2 separate regions of the Zea mays genome follow, and region 1 is linked to region 2. Evidence: chromatin contacts called from public Hi-C data. All regions are on one chromosome and are shown on one strand. The core of a region is the stretch at or near the end of the contact, and the rest is flanking DNA. Distances in the headings are between cores, read along the strand shown. Region 1 holds the start of LOC100281336. Region 2 holds the start of LOC100273625.

Region 1 (4,427 bases), core at 662-3,161, 220 kb after region 2:
CTCGCAGCCGCCTTCATTTCTTCGGCGTCCTTGCTGACGACGAAGGCGTCGGCGCCAAGCCGGTCGAGCGCCTCCTGCTTCTTCCCAGGCGACGTGCTGATGACCGTGACCTTGGCCCCGAACGCCTTGGCGAACTTGACGGCGACGTGGCCCAGGCCTCCCAGCCCCATCACGCCGACGTGCTTCCCCGGCACGTTCAGGCCGTGGTACTTCATGGGGCTGTACACTGTGATGCCCGCGCACAGCAGCGGCGCCCCCCGATCCAGCGGCATCGCGTCGGGGAACCGGACCACGAAGCGCTCGTGCACCACCACGCTGCTGGAGTAGCCGCCGTAGGTGACGGTGCCGTCGCGGTCGACGGAGTTGTAGGTGAAGATGACGGCCCGGCAGCTGTTCTCGAAGTCCTCGTCGCAGCTGCCGCACGACTGGCACGAGTTCACCATGCAGCCCACGCCGACGCGGTCCCCGGCCTTGAAGCTGGTCACGTTCTTGCCCACCTCCGTCACCACTCCGGCGATCTCGTGACTGCATGCATGCGATGTGTACGTACGTGTTCAGTGTTCAGAATGACAATAATACGAGATCGAGGTACAGATATATAGGCATATATGCATGGAATTATTAGTGACGACGCACCCAGGGACCATGGGGTACGTGGCGTTGTGCCACTCGTTCTTGATGCTGTGAAGGTCAGAGTGACACATCCCACAGTACAGGATCTTTATCGCTACATCGTCGTCCCCGGTGCTCCTGCATGTGTGTGACAGAAGTGACACATGCTCATAATATATAGTCACGGAATGGTCTATATTCAATTCAAACAAAAGACGATCTACATCATCTTGTCAATTGTCATGTTATCGGCCGATGAATTAACTAGAAAAAACTAAATTATTCTGAAAAGACTGTAGGCACCGGAAAGCCACCATACATTAAATATTATATAAATTTAGTAAAAGGATAAAACGAATTTTAATTTAGAACGAAGGGAGTAAGTAACAAGCGGGTGGACTTCCAAACATGAGATCAATTTCATCCAACGGCGGCCCCTTGTAACAGTTGGCGCATGAAAACACATCTGTTTTCGAATACATATAGTTCAATAGTTTATTTTTAAACTAAAATATAACCAATAAAAAAAGTAGGGAGTGAGTATTGTATGATTCAGAAGGCAAGGTAAGAAGGGACGAAGTCAGCGGTGGGGCGAGCGGGCCTCCAACCCCTCCTAACGCTGCTGAGTCAGCCGCACTAGAGCCTCTTTTAAAATTTTTAGCGTACATATATAATATAGAAATGACTTTTATATTACAGTTGTTTAGTTCAGCTCTTCTTAAAAAAAATTCTGGCTTTGTCCCCGGCGGTAAGGGCATGCCGGCCGGGAGAGGCATGCATGCCGTATACGTTGGCCTGCGCCAATCAGATCAAGCCGAGCGGCTCGCAGTCCGGTCGGCAGGTCGATCGGCGAGGACGGTGGCGACTGGCGAGACCCAGGCCGGGGCGTCCGCGCGCTGGACATTTCGGATGCCTCTCGACCGGCACGGCGCATGCATGCATGGGATCTAGAACGTTCTAGAAGGGCATCATCGCGCGTACGATGGACGTTCCCTATATATATAAATATGCCACAGATGCCGAACAAACAAGGCGGGGCACGCACCTGCGGGTGATGGTGAGCGGCGCGAGGTGGCCGGACGAGTCGTGCGCGGCGAGCGCCACCGCCGCCGCCGTGTGAGTGGGAGTGGGAGCCATCGGGACGGGATCCGATCCGGTGGGAGCGCGGAGCCCTTGTGTCCGTGCAAGGATCTGTATCGCTGGCGGCGGCCGCGCCGAGCGCGCGCCTGGAAAATGGCGAGAGAGGCGAGGCTGCGGATTTCGCTTTGGGGAATCGAATGATTCTACTTCTGGCAGGCACGGAACATTCGGGCAGGGGCCGGACCGCGCTTTATAGCCGCGTGGGAGAGGGAGCCAGTGAGGCTAGGTGGGGCCGGACGTGTCAGTGTGTGGGCCTCGGGGTGCAGTGCAGGGCTCCGTACTTCTGGCGTTCGATTCGATCCCCCGCTCGCGTATCGCATCGCATCGCGTATCGCTTTATAGTCGCAGGCAGCGAGCGAATGAAGGCGGCTTGCAATTCGTGTGCTCTGTTCTAGTGCCTGTGATGCGATGCGCGCGTGACTACTCGTAGTCGTAGCGCGGGTACACTGCGATGTGATTCGTCTGCTCCAGCGCCGGCATCTCGCTCCAGTTCGGGCTCCAGCGTGCCGCTCCCTGCGACCAGCTGTAGCTCTAGGCACCACGCAAGGTACGCCCACCGAAGGCACGACGACAACCAGCAAAGAATCCTCCAATGTAATGTAATCCGGACTTCTCATTTGCATGCAAATACAAATGCTGCTGCCAGCTTGCTGTTCCAATTTGCATGCAAATATGAATATGTCCTTGCAAACTCGCAAATGTTGCTTAGAGCATTGATGTATATATGAATGTTGTTCCAAATATGAATGTTGTTCCAATGTTGCTTAAGGACTTCTCATTTGCAGATGGCACAACCAGAAGAGAGAATGCCTCAACTAGAATTAATTGAGAATGTTCCGATGCCAGAGAACCTAACTGAAGAGCCTGTGAAGAGCCTGAAAAAGAGATTGCAGAAGCAACTGAAGAGAAAGAGGCGAAGAAAAAGAAAATTCTAGTGTTGTGAAGGAAGCAAGGCGCAACTGTTGCAAGATTATTATCGAGCATGAGGCAAAAAGTCAATGATATATATGCATTATTGTAAAGCCCTAAAAAAATTAGTGTAATAAAAAAAATATAAAAATAAATAAATGCATATATTGATATAAAAGTGTTTGGAATTGTGGAGCCTTTGGAGATTTATTAGGTTCTCTTTCTTTGTGCATAATCAATTAATAGGAATTATAAGGGTCAAACAACAAATAAATAAATACAGAAATATTCATCTCATTCTTGTATTATTGCATTTGTATCCAAGTTCGTGAAACCAGCTTGAAAATGAAAAAAGGATTTACTCTTACATTAGAATTATATTTGAAAGCTGAAATCATAAAATTCAAACAGGGTTTTGAATTTGAATTGGATTTTTGAAACTTCAAATAGGAAGCTTGAATTTAATTTGAATTTTAAGCACAAAACTTGATGTGAAATGAGAAATAGAAAAAAAAGGAGACACCCGCTCTTGGGCCACCTCTGCTCCGCGATAGCCAAAGTCCCTGCCTCGGCCCAACACGGCTTCTCCCTCTCGCGCCCACGTTCTCCACATCCCGCACCGGCCCAATAGCCTGGCCGCTTCTCTTTGGGTCTGTGACGCGTGGACCCAGCATGTCAGTCGGTTGACTCTGTGTACCAGCTGAGACCGCATCGTGTCCGCTGTCGCTGCCGCATGGGGCCCGCGGTCAGGGAGGTCTTCCACCTGGTCCTTGCATTATCCACGGCGCTGGCTTCAAACAGTATGGCGAAAACTTCGCCCGGAGCTGTCCTCCACCGAGTTCATCGCAAGTCCGCAACAGACCACCTCCAATCCCGCGCTGATCTCGGAGTCGGGCCGACCATTGGCGTACCATCCCTGGCTATAAAACCATGCCGTGAACCCTGTTTTCCCCACCATCAGGAACGGAATAGAGAGAGGACGGAGTGTCGCCGCGCTTGGATCTAGTCTCCACCGCCGGTTCGGCCTCGGGAACTCGACCAGGGTGGAGCGCGGTGCGCATGGAAGATGTTGTGGGCACCCTTCAAGCATATGGTGCTGGGGGTAAGTCGCAATTTCTCGTCGGTGTACCACACCGCCCCAAAATCCACACTTCGCCGCGGCCAAGGCTTATGACTGGATGATTCATAGTCTGCCACCCAACCGCTAGTTCACAAGGTTGCCCGCTCCCTATTTCCCTAATCGGTTTCGAGTTTGGAGACTTTATGCTCGGGATTGACATTGTAGGTCATGGCGCCGCCGCACTGGCGCTGTGCGCCGCCGTGTTGACAGCCAGGGAAAGAAGATGGTGCTGCCACCATCGATCTGTTTGTGGACGGCTAGATCTGTGAGTCAGGTACCGCTTCGGCCGGGCGCGTTTCGGGGCGTTGATATCCCATCGGACGATATGCGTGTATCACACGTCTCATTAATCGTGCGCCGTGGGATCTGGATCCTGTGGCCGTAAACGCGTACCGGTTCACCCAAAGGAGTAGATCTAATCGGGGCCATAGATTGATGATCGGGTAGATGGGATTCCTCGATACCCCCTTCAGCCCCTGTGTTTTACCAAAGAGACCCTGTCTTTTTCCCGATTCAACCCGCGGTCCATACAAGTTCAAAAACCCATTCAGATCAGTCCTGGCATTTACAGAGCGCACCCCGATCTTTCAGTAATTAGTAGCCGCAGCCCAAGAATTAATAAAATAGGTAAAGTTAATAAAGAAAA
Region 2 (4,101 bases), core at 490-2,989:
ATACATCATTGAACACAACACATAGTAAATAAATGAGAAGTACCTTTAGTTTCTGGCGTTCCTGCAGTTCTTTCCGCTTCTTTGCATACAATCGGTTCAATAAACGAATTGTAGGATCATCATTTAAATTTTTTAGTGGCTCCAGTTTCTCTTCCTGGCAAATAGGTGTCAAATGTGTCAACATCTAAAAGGAAATGATTCACTTTATCAAGCTGAGTTTGTGTTAATGAAATCTGTCTTTTTTTAGCTCCAGATGGGGGAATTGTACTCAGGGAGATCAAGAGAACCTTTTCCTATACACGACTATTCAAGTGGTACTCTTACCTCTGTTAAGTCATCTGGTAAATGGAAAATATCTCTAACTTCATCAGGTGTTTTTCCTCCAATGATTCGAGCAAGTGCTCCACAAGTAAGATCAACTAGTGGCCTTAACTGCAGACCAAGGGCTGCAGAAGCCAACTTACACAGTTTTTCTGTGTCTATCCTGACAAACTTTTCATCGAATGACTTCCGCTCCTACAAATGTAGGAAATCCATGATAAGATATGCTCGAACAAATATAGATTCAACAAACAAAACTTTCAAGATGAATATAAAGTGCAGCAAACCTTGTTTGAGCGCCCAGGGACCTGATGAAACCGACAATAATCAAGAATCAAACTCAAACTTGCCGGATTAACTCTTTCCGGTAGAACTATAGCATGATTCTTAGATGACCCTGTCCCATTTTTCATTATTTCCCGACATATCATAGGGCAGAACATGGCAACTTCTTCCTCCACTTGTTGTATGGAGCCATCAAAGCACTGAAGCCAGATATAAGTTTTCAATGCCTGTCAGAGTTCACCAAAAAACTTGATTTAGGCCCAAATGATGCAATGAAGATAAGAACACAACATTTCCTCTCTAATTAACAGAAACAGCAATGGAAAATGTACCTCTGGTTTTATTACTGCTAACTCGCTCTCTGACATGATTGCCCCACACCAGGAAAATAATGATGATAACAGAACCAGATACAGGAGAAAATTACAAAGAATTCCTTTCAGGCATAGAACCACAACTGGGCTCTCCAATGCCCAACAGCAGCTCAGTGAACTTTATCCTCTAGAACATATATGTGCACACCTTGTTTCGCCTTCAGATTGGAGAATGACTTTCTGCCTTCAATGTATAATGAGCTGCAAAATTTCACAGGAACACAAGGTTCACCGTATTTGATAACCTAAAATAAAGGAAGAAGAAGGCAAAGATGCGCAAGTTAAGGGATTTTACCAACTACATAACAAATGTGAAGAAAAATAGGGCAGATAGAATCAGGGGTGGACCTAGTAAAGGAAATGGGTACACCCGATAATTTTTTGCAAAGCAATTGAAGTTAGTAACAAAAATACATGCCTACACACTTGTAATGAGATTCAGATCCGAATACGGATAGGAAATTAGGGTTTGGGCGCAAGGTTTCGCACACAGCAAAAAGAGAAGACCAAGGAGAAGGCATATGGTGGTGCTCGTCGGCGGCGGAGGGGAAAAAGTAGGGAGGCAGCGACGTCCGTCCCAGGCGTCGGTGGGTGGGGGTTGCGCGCACGCTGGGCCGCTAGGGGTGATGGATGAAGACAAGGCAAGGTTGCAGCATACAGCTACAGGTGAGTACCTGCGGGTTGGGAGGAAGCGATTGACGCCGTTGCTAGGCGTACCTGCAGCGGCCGGAGAGACGGGAACGGAGAAACTCCGAGCGATAACAAACGGCGGCGGCGGCGGCGGCGGCGAGGATAGAACGATTTCAGGCTCGGTCGGCAATGGCACGTCCAACGGTCCAACCCAATCGTAACGGCGCGGGGCCATGGGCCTGTGCCAGTGGGCCTGCATCAAGCTGCCGCCAACCCCATGTCCGATTATTTTAACTTTTTTTGTAAAAGAAAACACATACTATTATCGCGTTCGAACTATATGGTAGTGGTAGGTATAACTAAAATAAAAGATAAAACATATAATCAAAGCACACAATATAAATATTTAAACCTAAATACAATAGAGCTACAGATTCTTATTAATAGTTTTATCAAGGTATCATTAAGCGTGCAATCTTCTCTCTAGTCTTCATTAGAGAATTTGGAGCCACTCCCAAAGACCCTACAGAAAGGCTAAACTCCATATCAAATAACTCGTGGATACCTCGGGTCTTCTCCGCGCACAGTGGTGTTTCGATGTGACCTCTCCCAAATACTCTTCACTATCTTCACAATCGAGTTTTTCAACCAAAATGTCGCGTCTCTCCATTATATGGTGGCGGCCACACCACAAATACAGTTGTTACGATCTTGCACTACTATAAACCCCTATGGTGTAACTCATACAATGATGCGTATGGGTAAGAGGTGTTCTAACCTACATCTAACATTAGGCCTAAACCTAGGGCAAACACTATATGTGGTGGTCTAACACTCTAACTGTCGGGGGGTAATAATTAGGGATACCTGAAATATCCCCCGAAGAACGCACTCAGAGAGATAAGAACGAAACCCTCGAGGGGAAACGACTGAGGCCTCTCCCCGAGGATCTCCTGCCTAGGGTGGAACTCCGCCTCGCCCGAGGTCGCCACCGCCCCGACTGTCTTGTTCGAGCCAATCTCAGGCAGATAAGACAGAAGCGCCCGATAACAGGAAGGGAACACCTGCATTTAATGCGCGTACCTACCCAACGATGCGGCAGCAGAGCACAGTGGTTGACAAGACGACAATCACATCTGGACGCAACAACATGATTACGTCTCCGCTACAGTACGCGCACGCCGCCTGCCATCCCCCGATGGGACATCTAATACGACAAGCAGAGCAGACCGGCCCTCGGGCGCATTTCTCCGCCTCGCCCGACGCCGAGTCCAATCCACGGGCGCAATCTCCGCATCGCCCGATGCCGAGTCCGGCCCTCGAGCAATTTCTTCGCCACGCCCGACGTCGAGTTTAGACCTCAAATGAATTCTTCGCCTCGCCCAAGCTCAGCCTCGGCCACCTACTCCTCTACGAATCCCGCGGACGACCACTCCGCCAAAACTGTGGCGCACGTCAAGGGATGGCTCGTCCAACACCTCGGGAAGACTTCCGCCTCGCCCGAGCGGGGCTCCGACCTCGATAAGCGCCACAGGAAATCTCGACGTCATCCCGCGCAAGGACGCTGATGCACCCCGTAAGCAGGCCTTTAGCCTTACCCCGGCGCTATTACAACAACTACATAATGGGCAGCCTCTCCCCTGGGGGCTCGGGTGTACGGATAATCCCTCGGTCTCTGCCTCGGCTCTCAGCGGGAAACCAGTGGACGCAAGTCAACAACACAGTGCACCGCCACGTCGGCTTGCAGGGCGCCAAGACATCTCTCCTTTGAATACAACACCAGGCTTCACTGTGGACGCCCCCTTCATGTATAAATAGGGCAGTAGAGTCCCTCCAAGGGAAGGACAACCAGATAAGGAACACACCGATAAACACTCAGTTCTCCACTCGGTCTACTCGGTCTTAGATATTGGCACTTGCCTCAATCATTTCTAGGGACTTGGGGACTTCCCCTCTCCCGTCGTGTTTGTAACCCCTACTACAGGCACCTCGGTGCGAGTAATATAAGCCTAACCCCCCTTTGTTGGAAGTAGAGCCTTACGTTGCCCGAACCAGGATAAACTACTTGTATCTACTAGCACACCATCTAGAGTCTGGCCACGCGACATTATTTACTAGTTGGTTAGGACCCCTAGTCCGAACGTCGACAGTTGACGCGCCAAGTAGGGGCTTGTCGCGTGAAACACTTTTAGTTCCCGCCAAGACTCTAGATGACAGGTTTCCACCATCCACTCAGGCTTGGGACGGTGATCAGGTTCGGGAGCCTGGAGTTCATGTCACTCGGCATCTAGTATGACACGATACTCCTCTTGTCTATCCCTCTCGAGCGCCCAAGCTCCCATCACCGCCCTTCTCGTCGCAGGAGGTAGAGACGGAGCAACCGAGATCGTGCCACTCATGGCACCCTGTGCTCTATAGGAGCCCCTGGGATGGCTGATGGCATAGACTCCCTCTTGAGGGACCTAGCCCATGCCAGCATTGTGCCCAGAGC

Evidence for each region. A called contact is a pair of places that touch in the nucleus more often than the background predicts.
Region 1: a Hi-C map of endosperm shows a contact between it and region 2, with 3 times the contacts expected there. The contact joins the promoter of LOC100281336 here to the promoter of LOC100273625 in region 2. A contact is called at or near these places in 6 of 25 Hi-C or Micro-C datasets (ear, endosperm, leaf and 1 more) and 1 of 3 datasets of contacts at active chromatin or transcription factors (leaf).

What each region holds. Positions count from the first base shown.
Region 1 is chr10:65,553,203-65,557,629 of Zm-B73-REFERENCE-NAM-5.0, forward strand. It overlaps LOC100281336, which reads right to left and starts at 1,912. Exons shown (of 4, transcript NM_001353052.1): 1 at 1,658-1,912; 2 at 637-750; 3 at 1-525. The coding sequence starts at 1,749.
Region 2 is chr10:65,335,551-65,339,651 of Zm-B73-REFERENCE-NAM-5.0, forward strand. It overlaps LOC100273625, which reads right to left and starts at 1,740. Exons shown (of 8, transcript NM_001148041.1): 1 at 1,655-1,740; 2 at 939-1,225; 3 at 609-833; 4 at 325-516; 5 at 44-154. The coding sequence starts at 974.